Linked DNA regions of Danio rerio: region 2 is linked to region 1. A link is a contact called in public HiChIP or PLAC-seq data. All regions are on one chromosome and are shown on one strand. The core of a region is the stretch at or near the end of the contact, and the rest is flanking DNA. Distances in the headings are between cores, read along the strand shown. Region 1 holds the start of lmo3 (LIM domain only 3). Region 2 holds the start of mgst1.1 (microsomal glutathione S-transferase 1.1).

What was found. HiChIP or PLAC-seq counts read pairs in DNA pulled down with a chosen protein or histone mark.
Region 2: a contact with region 1 is called in an H3K4me3 HiChIP or PLAC-seq map of embryo, with 3 times the contacts expected there. The contact joins the promoter of mgst1.1 here to the promoter of lmo3 in region 1. A contact is called at or near these places in 2 of 4 datasets of contacts at active chromatin or transcription factors (embryo and gastrula embryo).

Annotation. Positions count from the first base shown.
Region 1 is chr4:13,188,034-13,194,039 of GRCz12tu, reverse strand. It overlaps lmo3 (LIM domain only 3), which reads right to left and starts at 4,251. Exons shown (of 4, transcript NM_001020739.2): 1 at 4,040-4,251. All of the region lies in intron 2 of LOC141381601 (a long non-coding RNA gene), which reads left to right.
Region 2 is chr4:13,290,255-13,295,939 of GRCz12tu, reverse strand. It overlaps mgst1.1 (microsomal glutathione S-transferase 1.1), which reads left to right and starts at 3,864. Exons shown (of 4, transcript NM_001005957.1): 1 at 3,864-3,919; 2 at 4,632-4,768. The coding sequence starts at 4,643. mgst1.2 (microsomal glutathione S-transferase 1.2) reads left to right here. Exons shown (of 4, transcript NM_001002215.2): 3 at 1,404-1,498; 4 at 1,577-3,251. The coding sequence ends at 1,823.

The DNA of each region.
Region 1 (6,006 bases), core at 3,002-5,501:
CCACCTAATGTATATGCTGCTCTTGGAGGGGGTGAGAGCGCAAGCAGTGAGAAATTGTGAACTTTGAGTGAGAGGGTCACCGAGAGATTTCTCAGCTGTGGTAAATTGAGTGTCTCTGTCTGAATTGAGGACCTCCCTCGGGATAGTTATAATGCGCTCGTCGCCACGATGCGTTGTCCAGGCAATCTCGCTGAAATACATTCATAGAGGAATATGAGATTAAAAAGCCTTGTTTGGACTACTTGACAAGAAAAGTGTTAGATTCTGCACACACACAAAAATCATTTACTCACCCTCGTGTCATTACAAGAGCTTCAGTGTTTGGATGAAAAAAAGTAAAACATGCAATGAAAGTGAAACATCCGTAATATCAGCTTTCGCATTCTACGGAAGAAAGGGTCTGGAATGGCACAATGGTGAGTAAATGATGTTAGAATTTATTTTTGGCTGCACTATCCCTTTAAATAGTCGTGCATGTCAACACTTTTGCAGACCATTAAGACTCTTCCATAGCTAACAGAGAGAGAGTTTGCCGCTTCTCTTTTTTTAACATGTGGCCTTGACGATAATTACTTTCAAAAATGATTTGCCAAAAGCGTGGCAGTTGGCCCTCACAGAAAATAAACAAGACAGTGCACCAATTAGTAAGACTGAGGACAGGTGTGAAATTGTTTCAATTCAACTGAGCATTACAATGCAGGGAAAGGAACAGCAGGTAGCCGATCCCTCTAGGGTCATAATTATAGCCTAGAGCAAATATCTGATGCAGTACCATAGGCTTAGACTGTGAACAACTTCTTTCTGCTGTAAGACCATGCTCGTTAAGATGTAGGAACATTCAATGAAAACGAGGCAAGGGATAATGATGATTCCTTCGACCTCACTGGCGTTTTTATGATGCTTTATTTTGAGTTTATTCAAAGGCGAGGGCTTGATGAGGGGAAAACAGCAAGGAGGCACATCAGACAGGTAGCACCGCCGCACTGTTTGTCCCATTGTGTTTAAGCTGTTGAGCTTTTAATTGGCTGGATTGGATTGTAAGAGAAGCACACGGCTGATTTCCTCTGCTATGCGTCCTTGTTCAGTCCCACTCATCCGCACAGCCCTAGCTCGTCTGGTTAACACAACAAAGTCACCGCCTCTCATTACCAAGCTAAAGAAGTTAGAGTTTCGACTCCCCTCCGTCTGCAATCACTGTTAGTCCCAAATGAATCGATTGTGAAACAAACCAACTAGACCTTCTATTCAGAGCTTGGATGCCCAATTCGGTGTTCTCTAATAGGAGTGTGGGATGTTCATGGCCTCATCGATTTTGTTATTTCAAATAGTGAACAAAAGATTATTCTAACACGAGGATTGGGCCAGGGTAGGCATTTTATAAACACAAAAACTAAATGATTTTGCCACTGATGCAGAAAAACTGCCCTGAACCACACTGAGACTGTTTTCTGCACTTAGCATGGTCATTTTAGTTCAAATCATGAACTCATGACTCGTTTGAACAAGTTCTTATTAGTGAATCGGAATCATATAGTTCGATTCTAGATTCAGGTTTCGTTTTCGTGAATATGAAACATACCGGTTGAACAGTACAGCCTAAATCCAAATCGAGTTACCCTTATGAGTCGGTTGTTTTTAGTGAATCCGAGACATGCAGTGCTAATAGTGTAGTTTGACTTTTGAACAAATGACTCTTGTGAGCCGATTCTTTTTAGCGATTCAAAATTAGGGAATCATTGGAGCTTTTCCTGGAGTAACATGACGGTTGGTTGAACTTCTGTTATTATTACTTTCGTTATGTTCCACTTGAAATTAAGAAACAATTATAACAGTGTAATAGCCCATTTAAAGCTTGTGAGGTGTAATACTTACCGAATGTCATTTATTTTTATTATAGGGGTATTTTTATAATCAGTATCAGGCTTGGTTTTATTTTACTAAATGGATTAAGCCTTGTCACAGTTTTTTGTTACGTCACAATTTTTATTTAGCATCTTTATATTGGTTAAACACGTCACATTTGACTGCATTTCTGCAGCTCTGAAACGTGACATCTCATAAAGTCTGTATAAACGCATCTTTGGAAAGAACTACAATACATTTCTTATATGTTATATAAGTTTATATAAGGTTTAGCCTATATAAAATCTGCATGGATCTCATGGTTTGGCAATAGATGTCTAAGCAAAGTAAATACAATACGAAGCTCAGTTCAGCATTTCTTCATCAGGAGTGCTAAAAGCAGCATTAACGGAACGGGATCGTTACGCACGAAAGAATTCGCAACTAAAATCGTTTATGTGCTACTCATCCCTATAGGCCCGGGACATTGGTGTCTTTTTTGTCTTTGCTCACTCAGATATTTCATCATGTCCCGTTCGCATAGTGATGCTCTTTGTGCGCTTCCCTGTTCGCGGATACTGATGGGGGAAATTTCGAGGCGAGACTTGGCAAACACCGGGCGCAAAGTACCAATTTGATTTCACATCACAGCTGCGCGAGCCGGAGATGCTGACATTTCACCCTCTTATCAGTTTAATTACTGTTGCCATGGCAGCCTAGTGCACGGAAAAGGCCAATAAGATTTGCAGCTTGCAAAACGACGAAATGAAACCGCTAACGTGTTAGAAACGATGATACGCGGCGACTCACCACAGCCCGTTATTTACAATTGTCTAAGCAAACCACGAAAATTCACACCGGGGAAATGAGACAAATGCGTCGGCTCGGTCAAATGCAGCTGCACAGCGACAAAACTACGCATGGAAACATCCCAAGTACTCAGCCACTCGTTTAACCAAACCATCACACACACACTGATATGATGCAAAACGCAGCTCTTACCGAAACTTTTCTCCCTTTTCTGCATTGGTTGACCCGCTTCGGCTCCCAGAAACACCATGCAACAAGACGAGGCGCGAGCCAAAGATGCGCGTGAAGTGAGCAGCTGTATGCGCGCGAGGGTGCTTCGCTTTTGTTACAAGTAACAATCCAGCTCGCTCCGGCAGAAAAGAGTGAAAACGACGAAAACACCAATCAACAAAACACGGGAGGGAGAAAGAAAGAGCGAGCGAGCCGCTATCGCTCAGCGCCACACGCTGTTAAGACTCCGTTTGTCACAACAGTGCTCGACTATGAAATTAGATCGACCAGCAGCCGTGGCGAGGCAAGTGGCGGCGAACAAATGACAGCGGATGACAAAGGCATATGCTTTACCCCTTCGCGCGCGCCGTAATCTTATAATCCTATCGTGCCTCTCGCTATTCGCCTATTTCAGTGCGCTACAGTAAAAGGCACGAAGTTGGATGTATACAAGAGACAACATGCAGGAACTCGCATATACTAAAACGCAATCAAGCATTCATGAACTGCATATCTTCTGATTCGTGCCACATTTTTAGGATATAAACACGGATGCAACCCAACAGCTTTCGCAATCTCTTTCAAGCTCTAGAAATGCACCAAGTTCCTCTTATTCAATAACTTTTGTGTTAATAAACTACATGCATCAATCCCATGTTACAGTTTTAAGCATATATCACGTTTTCTGTGGTTTGTCACTGAAGTCACAGAGGAATAATTTGTTTTGTTTGTTTATAAAATATTTCAGTTTTCTTATAAAACATTGAACAATTTAATAATATGAATGCTTATTTACTACTATAACAAACCTTTTGTGGAATGGAAAGGTTACGTGTAAGTTAGACGCTTTTCATTAAACCACTGATGCCCATAATGAACCCATATTTACTCTGAATATCTGTTGTTAGTTCCTGTCATGCAGACAGATTGTGTAAAAACAATCGTTTTGTGCATGCTCCACAATGTGCATACATGACAACACACCTGGCTTTTTGCAGGATTAGTTTATTCTGAAATTAATTGAATCACGTGCACAAATGATCCGACGCATGCAAACCTGAAGCTTAAACACTAACGATAAAAGCAACCCCTGTTCATTAAGCAGTACGTGTATTTAACTCCAAAAGAAATACAAGAAATGCGTTCGGTAAAGACAATTAAAGCGGCGCACACTCACCTTCTTGACCAAGTTACGCAGAAGGTTAAGTTAGGATAGCACCGACTCCAACTCAATATTCCTCGGAGCAAAAGTTCACGAATCTGACATTGCACCGCGGATAAGAGTGATCTTCAGGTTAAAAATAATGAGGTCCACATGGATCATCTACGAGTAGTTGTTCGCACCAAAAGCTACAGGTGTTCTCGCGCGAGCCGTCATGTATTGAGTATTCTGAGAAGGCTCACAACAACTTGCCCATCAGTGAGTGAGGAACGAGGAATAGTGAAGCCTAGCTTTATTATCTTCAAACCCAATCCCTCACCAGTGAGACATTACACGAGGAGGAAAAGGTCATTCGGTTATTACCGACAGCCGGAGTAACGGAGCGCGCGCTCGCTAACACAAACTTAATGCGCACCTCTCTGAGACGCGCGCGAAAACATGCTATGAGCTCTGTACTACACGTTTACACACACACACTCTCTCTCTCTCTCTCTCTGTCACTCTTTGTTTTAGCAGCTAGGCAACAATTTCGTGCTGCTACATAGTGAGAGCAGAATAGGTCTGATTAATAAAACATTTATGCATGCATATGCATGTCTGTCAGTATATGGACAGCTGTTTGTGCACGTGCGTCTGTTTTACTCTTAATTATCCTAATGCAAGCAAACACACTCTGAGAAAAACAAAAAGAGATTCCAATTACATCAACAACAACAACAACAAAAATGCTTTTACGCATTAGTGCCTTTATCAAGAACCTTGAGTGTCACAAATAACTTTTATTTCTGCGTTTAGTTTGAAAAACAGGCATATAAGATGCTGCAATGGAGTTAAAGTGCTTGTAGAAAGTGCATATAATTTAACATATTATGAAGAATGTAGGATTTGATGTCAGAATAAGGAAAACCTAATATCAATTTTTTTTAATCTACAAAAAAGCTCAAAATGGCTAAAACATACCAAAAACAAACGTTGAGGCACTCAGTTTCCATAAATGCGCAAACTCATTCATTTGGACTTCTACAGCATTCTTAAGCACATCATTTTGAAATCTTTCAATATGTCAGTCTCCTATTGAATCAGCACACCCAATTCATTCAGTATTCAGTGATTAATAATAGTTTGTATACTGTGCTTGAACAGACCAAATTAATCATAGGAGCCATTTAGGGTAATTTGAAAAACACATGCTATTCCCTAACTTTTGTCTTGTATGTACCTCCGCACTCCAATTGATTTGCCTCAAATACCAAACCATGTTCTTATTAAACTCATATTACATTTGATTTCATTTAGCATGGACATTATGCATTTTAAAGTCACTTAATATATCAATACTGCTGGTGCTTTTTGAAATGTGTGTGCACATGATGTAGCTCATTGTGTTTCCTATTCTAAATCTTTTCAGGTGTCCCTGGTGCCTATTATACACCCTTGGGGTCAGTATTTGTAATCACTAGAAATTTAAGAGTCAGATTATTTTTTGACTTCAACATGCTAATTATTCACAAAAGTGAAAACATACCAATGAAGAGAAGAGTGTAAAAAGCACATCATGTTGTATGTAATAACACATTTAAAATAGCCTTTTCAGTTCTTAATCTGATGACCTCTGCAAAAACCTACAGAATCTAGCACTTTGTGTGTGAGATCTCTTTCTCCAGCAATCACATTATTGGTTCATCTGCACCCGTTGAGGCCTAAATCAAACTGTATTAGCCAGATACACAATACATATTTTCGATAACTGAAGATAAACTGGCACGCACAGTATGTGATTGCTGTCCACTTGCTATAAGTCCATAAATATCAGGACAAAACTTGTAACTGTGTATTCATGTGTGAGAGAGAGATTAATAATTTTCACTGTTTTCACAGTTTTTTTTCTCCACAGTCTGTTTCTAAAGCTATTCCTCGCCCATTGGTTACACCTGTTCACTCTAATTAGCACTGCTTGATGCCCATGTTGCCGAGGTAGGATG
Region 2 (5,685 bases), core at 2,615-5,114, 100 kb before region 1:
CTTTGCTTCGTCTATTCAGCCCGTGGTAGAAAAAACAAGCCACGTCCACTGTTTGCTCAGTAAAAATCAGTTTTTCTAGGAACTGCTTCACATTACGAAAAGAATAACAATCTCAGCCTCCGGGTTATGAGGACTTTGATTGTTTTTACAACTTTAAATGGATTAAACATGAAACAAGTAAGTTGTCCCAAAAAAAAAAAACTTATCAAAAAAATTGTGTTGATTCTTAAAATCAAATAGCATTTTAAATAAGTAGCTTAAACATGCAGCAAAAAAAAAAAAAAGAAAAAGAAAGAAAAAGTGTACAAATATACATGAAATCTTCCAAAAAATGCTGTTTTACATATGCCAGGCCAGTCATTGGCACTGTCAACTTTTACTAAGTACACTGAAAAAAATGCTGTCTGCAAAATTGTTACAAACAATTTATTTGTGTTGAATTTAAACAAACAAATTAAATTTAGTAATGTTAAACTTAATTTATTTGTTTAAATTCAACATAAACAAATTGTTTACAAACCCTTAACTTAAAAAAAAAGTTAATTCAAGGAATCATCTTTAATAATTTTTTTCAGTACCTGTAGGGAGGTGTGTGTAAATTATGTAAAATTGGTAAAGTAAATGTTAACGTTTTTGAAGAAGGGTTGGCAAACTGAACAGCAACAACACCACCATGTACTTTGTAATTTTGTATGTTCATTCTGACTTGCACTGCAAATTAAAAACAACAACAACAAAAACTTAAAATTGTAAGACTTGCTGCAGCTTTTATGAGTTGACTCAACTTAAATCAATGCAATGCGACTTTAAAGTCCGCATAAAATCAGAATTTACTTTGTTTATTTTACTAACACACATTGTTAGTCTTAAAGTGAAACTATAACAAAGTTAGTCGGAATAATAAAAAAAATAAAAGGTTTTGCTGTCCTTTAATCAAAATCGAAGCATTTGCTTCTGCTTTGGAATTGCAGTCATCCTTTGGTCATTTCAGTTTGACGCATAGTTATACACAATTGAAGTCAGAATTACTAGCCCTCCTGAATCATTAGCCCCCCTTGTTTATTTTTTCCCCAATTTCTGTTTAACCGAAAGTTTTAATAACTCATTTCTAAAAACCTATTTTATTTTATCTTTGTCATGATGACAGATTGATCTGTAGACAATTAAAAAAAATATGCTGAAAAAATATGCTAAAATGGTTTAGAAAAAAATAAAAACTGCTTTTATTCTCGTCGAAATAAAGCAAATAAGACTTTTTTCCAGAAGAAAAAAAATATTATAGGAAATACTGTGAAAAACCACTTGCTCTGTTAAACATCATTAGGCAAATATCTGAAAAAAATAAATAAATCACCCGAGTGCTAATAGTATTGACTTCAACTTTATTTCTGTTCATAATTCAGGCCTTTTCAAACTGGGAGGACACTGCAATGAGCAAAAATCCAGAGGCGCGAAAGAAGATGCTTCAGACCAATCCCGACGTAGAGCGTGTCCGAAGGTAATGCCAATTCACCAATGTATCCTCTTTCAACCTGTTGGAAACCACTTTAAAGTGACGTTCACTATTGATCCACAGGTGCCATCTGAATGATCTGGAGAACATCATTCCCTTTGTGGTGATCGGTCTTCTGTATGCACTGACCGGTCCAGATCTCTCCACAGCTCTGCTGCACTTCCGGGTGTTTGTAGGCTCTCGTTTCATCCACACCGCGTCATACGTGCTGGCTCTTCCTCAGCCCAGCAGGGGTCTGTCCTGGGTGGTGGGAATGATCACAACCTTCTCCATGGCCTACAGAGTGCTCACCACAGCTCTCTATCTGTAAAGATGCCATTGCATTGCAGTATGCCGCAGAATGGTAGAGGCCAGTTTTGTATTTTTTGATTTTATTGGCTTTATACTTTCTTATTTCACTCTAGTGTATGCAATTGATAATAAAATCTGTGAACATTCAACTGCATTTTCAATTAATATACAGGTATTTGGAAAGAAGCCGCTGTTGTAATGTCAGTTTCTTCTATCAAATGTTTGTTATCAGTCAACAGGTCATTGTCACCATGACTCGGCGTTAAACTGACGTTGCTATCTGTGTTTTTTTAGGAGGCATTCCAAGTGCTCAGACCTGCCTTTCTGTAAAATTTGAACGGGATCATTTCGTTGCATAATTTAGTACTTTACAGAATTTTTAGCAACATCTATCATAGTCTTGTTGGCTTTTCCTAAGGGTGCGCAGAACAGATTGGGTCACTGATTTCTAAATCAAGTCAAAGTTTATTCATGATAATGCAGCACATTCCGCGCTGTTTCGTAAGCTGTTTCATATCTTCAATGAAGTTGCATTCTGTTAATTAGACTGTAATATGGCACAATGCCATTACTCATCATGCCCAAAAGAACACTGTGTGTGTCTTAGGAACAACCAATAATAACTTGACCTCTTGTTGATCATTTGGTATCAGAAGTGGCTCATATGAAAGGCAAAGGCCTCTAGATTATGCTTATTTTACCAAAATAAAATATGATCGAGTCTCGATTTTTAATGATTAAATTTGGACAGTAAGGTCTGAGTTTGCTTAGACAAAAGTAATGTCCAGAACAGAAATAATGTACAGTATAGAATATAAAGTCATGGTGCAGTGGAAATTTTTTTTTTTTATAAATCTTGTATGAATCCCATGAGCTTGGACGACTGCATCCATACATCTCTGCAACGACTCAAATAACAATAAAAACGTCATGTGGAATGGAAAAGAAAGCGTTCTTGCAGGACTCCCAGAGTTCATCAAGATTCTTTGGATTAATTTTCACAGCCTCCTTCTTTTAACTCCAGACATGCTTAATATTGTTCATGTTGGGTGACTGGCCTGGCCAATCCTGGAGCACCAGACCTTCTTTGCTTTTAGGAACTTTGATGTGGAGGCTGAAGTATGAGAAGGAGCGCTATCCTGCAGAATTTGCCCTCTCCTGTGTTTTGTAATGTAATGGGCAACACAAACGTCTTGACACCGCAGGCTGTTGATGTTGCCATCCACTCTGCAGATCTCTCGCATGCCCCTATACTGAATGTAACCCCAAACCATGATTTTTCCTTCACCAAACTTGACTGATTTCTGTGAGAGTCTTGGGTCCATGCTGGTTCCAGTAGGTCTTCTGCACTATTTGTGACGACTGAGATGCAGTTTAACAGATGATTCATCTGAAAAATAATGAATAATAAATAATAAAATAATAATAATAAACAGCTTAAAGTGAAGTTATTGTTTGTTCCTCTTATAACTGGGTTTTGACGACAAGACTTTTGTCAGGTAGTGTATGTACTTTATTAAATTATATCCAAAGTATAGATTCTATCTATCTATCTATCTATCTATCTATCTATCTATCTATCTATCTATCTATCTATCTATCTATCTATCTATCTATACAGTTATTTACTTATTTTAATCAAATTGTTTTAATATTAGATAATTATATATTATATTATAATATAGTTATATATTATTTTTTATATAATTAAACATCGTATTTATTTTAATCTTGTTTCATATTAAATTTATTTCATATTTTTTTATAACTATCTAAATCTATTTTGTGTTGTATTTCACATTAAAATGTTCATTCATTTTTTTTATATATGTTGAAATATTTTAGTAAATAATTACACTTAATTAATAACACGCAATAAGTGGCATTTTGTGTTTTATATAGTTATTTGTTTATTTTTAGACAGTACAGTAAAGCGCTTCAGGGGCTCCGTGCTATGCATGTATTGTGCAAAACAAACATTAGCAATAACAGTTCGCCAGAGTGTCATTATTATTATTATTAGCTATAGTTATGTAGGTTACTTGACACGCCCACCTTCACGCGTTAGTTCAGGAGTGAAAAGCTGTGAAAGCAAAGCAGAGAGGCGACAAAAGGGTGAGAAATGCATCAAAACGCTTATATTTCAGCTTATAATTCTCTCAGTCGTCTTGCTTGTGCACTTTTTGTTATCATTTTTTTCAATATTCACGTTTTTAAACAGGCATCTACACATTTTTGAAGTTCCGGAGAGACCGCCTCTGGCGTCCTAGCTTTACGCTATTGTTTCCATTAAAGTTGCATAAACAAACAAATCGACGAATGAGTGCGAAAACTAGTGAAGTGACAATATTAAACGCCAGCAATGTTAGATGCTTTCAATTCTGCGACGTGAAAAATCAGAAAACAAGCGAATTTGCTTGGTTTCTGTTACAGGACTTTAGGACAGAAACTGAGCTGTAAGCTGTTAATAAAGTACAACGGAATGATTTCTATAGCAGTTAGTCCAATTCTGGTAACGTAAACAAAGTAAATAGGCTATAACTCTAGTTTTATTTTAGAGCTTGAGCTTTGTGATTGAAATGATGCAGAAAAATCCTGTTTAAACTGGCTGCTTTTCTGAAACTTTGTAACCTATAGCTGCCAAGTGTGGTTTTTTCTAAACTGGTAAAACTGGCTGTGTGCAGTATAGAAGTTATGCAAGATCTGTAGTAGTCAGTATCAGGTATGAAATGATGCATCTGTGAGACTGTTGCATGCGATTTTCTGCATTAAAAGCAATGCAAATGAATAATGTTTGTGTAATTTATTGTTTGGTGTTTATCTGCAGTTTAAACTAAGATGGCAGAAGTTGTGCACATGATCGACAGTGAGGTCTTTCTGGCCTTCTCCACATACGCAACCATAGTCATCCTCAAAATGATGCTCATGAGCCTCATGACCTCTTACCTGCGATTGACAAAACAGGTACACTTTATTTTTGTCCTCAATTTATTGACACGACTTTGTGAATTGTTGAACTAAATTACGTTACAAATGTCCGCGGGATTGTAAAATGTATTAAAAGTTGATGAATCATTATAGAGAAATTTAATGCCATTAAAAAGTCTTAAATGCTATTTAATAAGATATTACATTTTATAAAATTTTAGATGATGCAATGTATGCTAAAGTTGGCCCGAATTAAATCTGCGAATATCAGGATCCTCTGTAGTTTATAAAATCAATGAAATCCTGGTAGATTTGACATCATGCTGCTTTGTTTACTAAGACAACACCATTATTTTGGCAGTTCTTTATGTGCTGAATTAATTTCTTACATTAATACTTAGTATATATACAGTATGTTAAAATCTTGTCAGTGTTTCCAGTTGAAAAGTGGTTATAAGGTCTTAAAATGTATGGAAAAAGTATTTAAAAAGGTCTTAAAAGGTATTGAACTTCACTCTCTAATTCCTGTATTTACTCTGAAACCTGATATTGAGGCACAAAGTAGAAATATTAGATCAAATGTTCAGATAAAGCCCATAAATACTCCAGAAAAGTGGACAAAACCAAGATGGACTAAAACAGATGTAAACTATTTGTGATTTGACCTACTAAAACACCTTAATACCAGGAGTAAACAACACCTTAAAAGGAAAATTTCCACATCTTTTAGGATTTTCTTTGTACTGTTGATCACAAAAGAAGATATTTTGAAGAATGTTGTAAAAAAAAAGTCATCTACGTCCACTATAGGAACAAAAAATACTATTAAAGTCAATAGTTGTTTCTCTCTTCAACATTTTTTCAGTATTCAATGTTCATTGTTCAGAAACTCAAATTCTAAACAAGTGGTGGATGTGTAAATGTTGGCAGTATTTACATTTTTGTGTGAACTA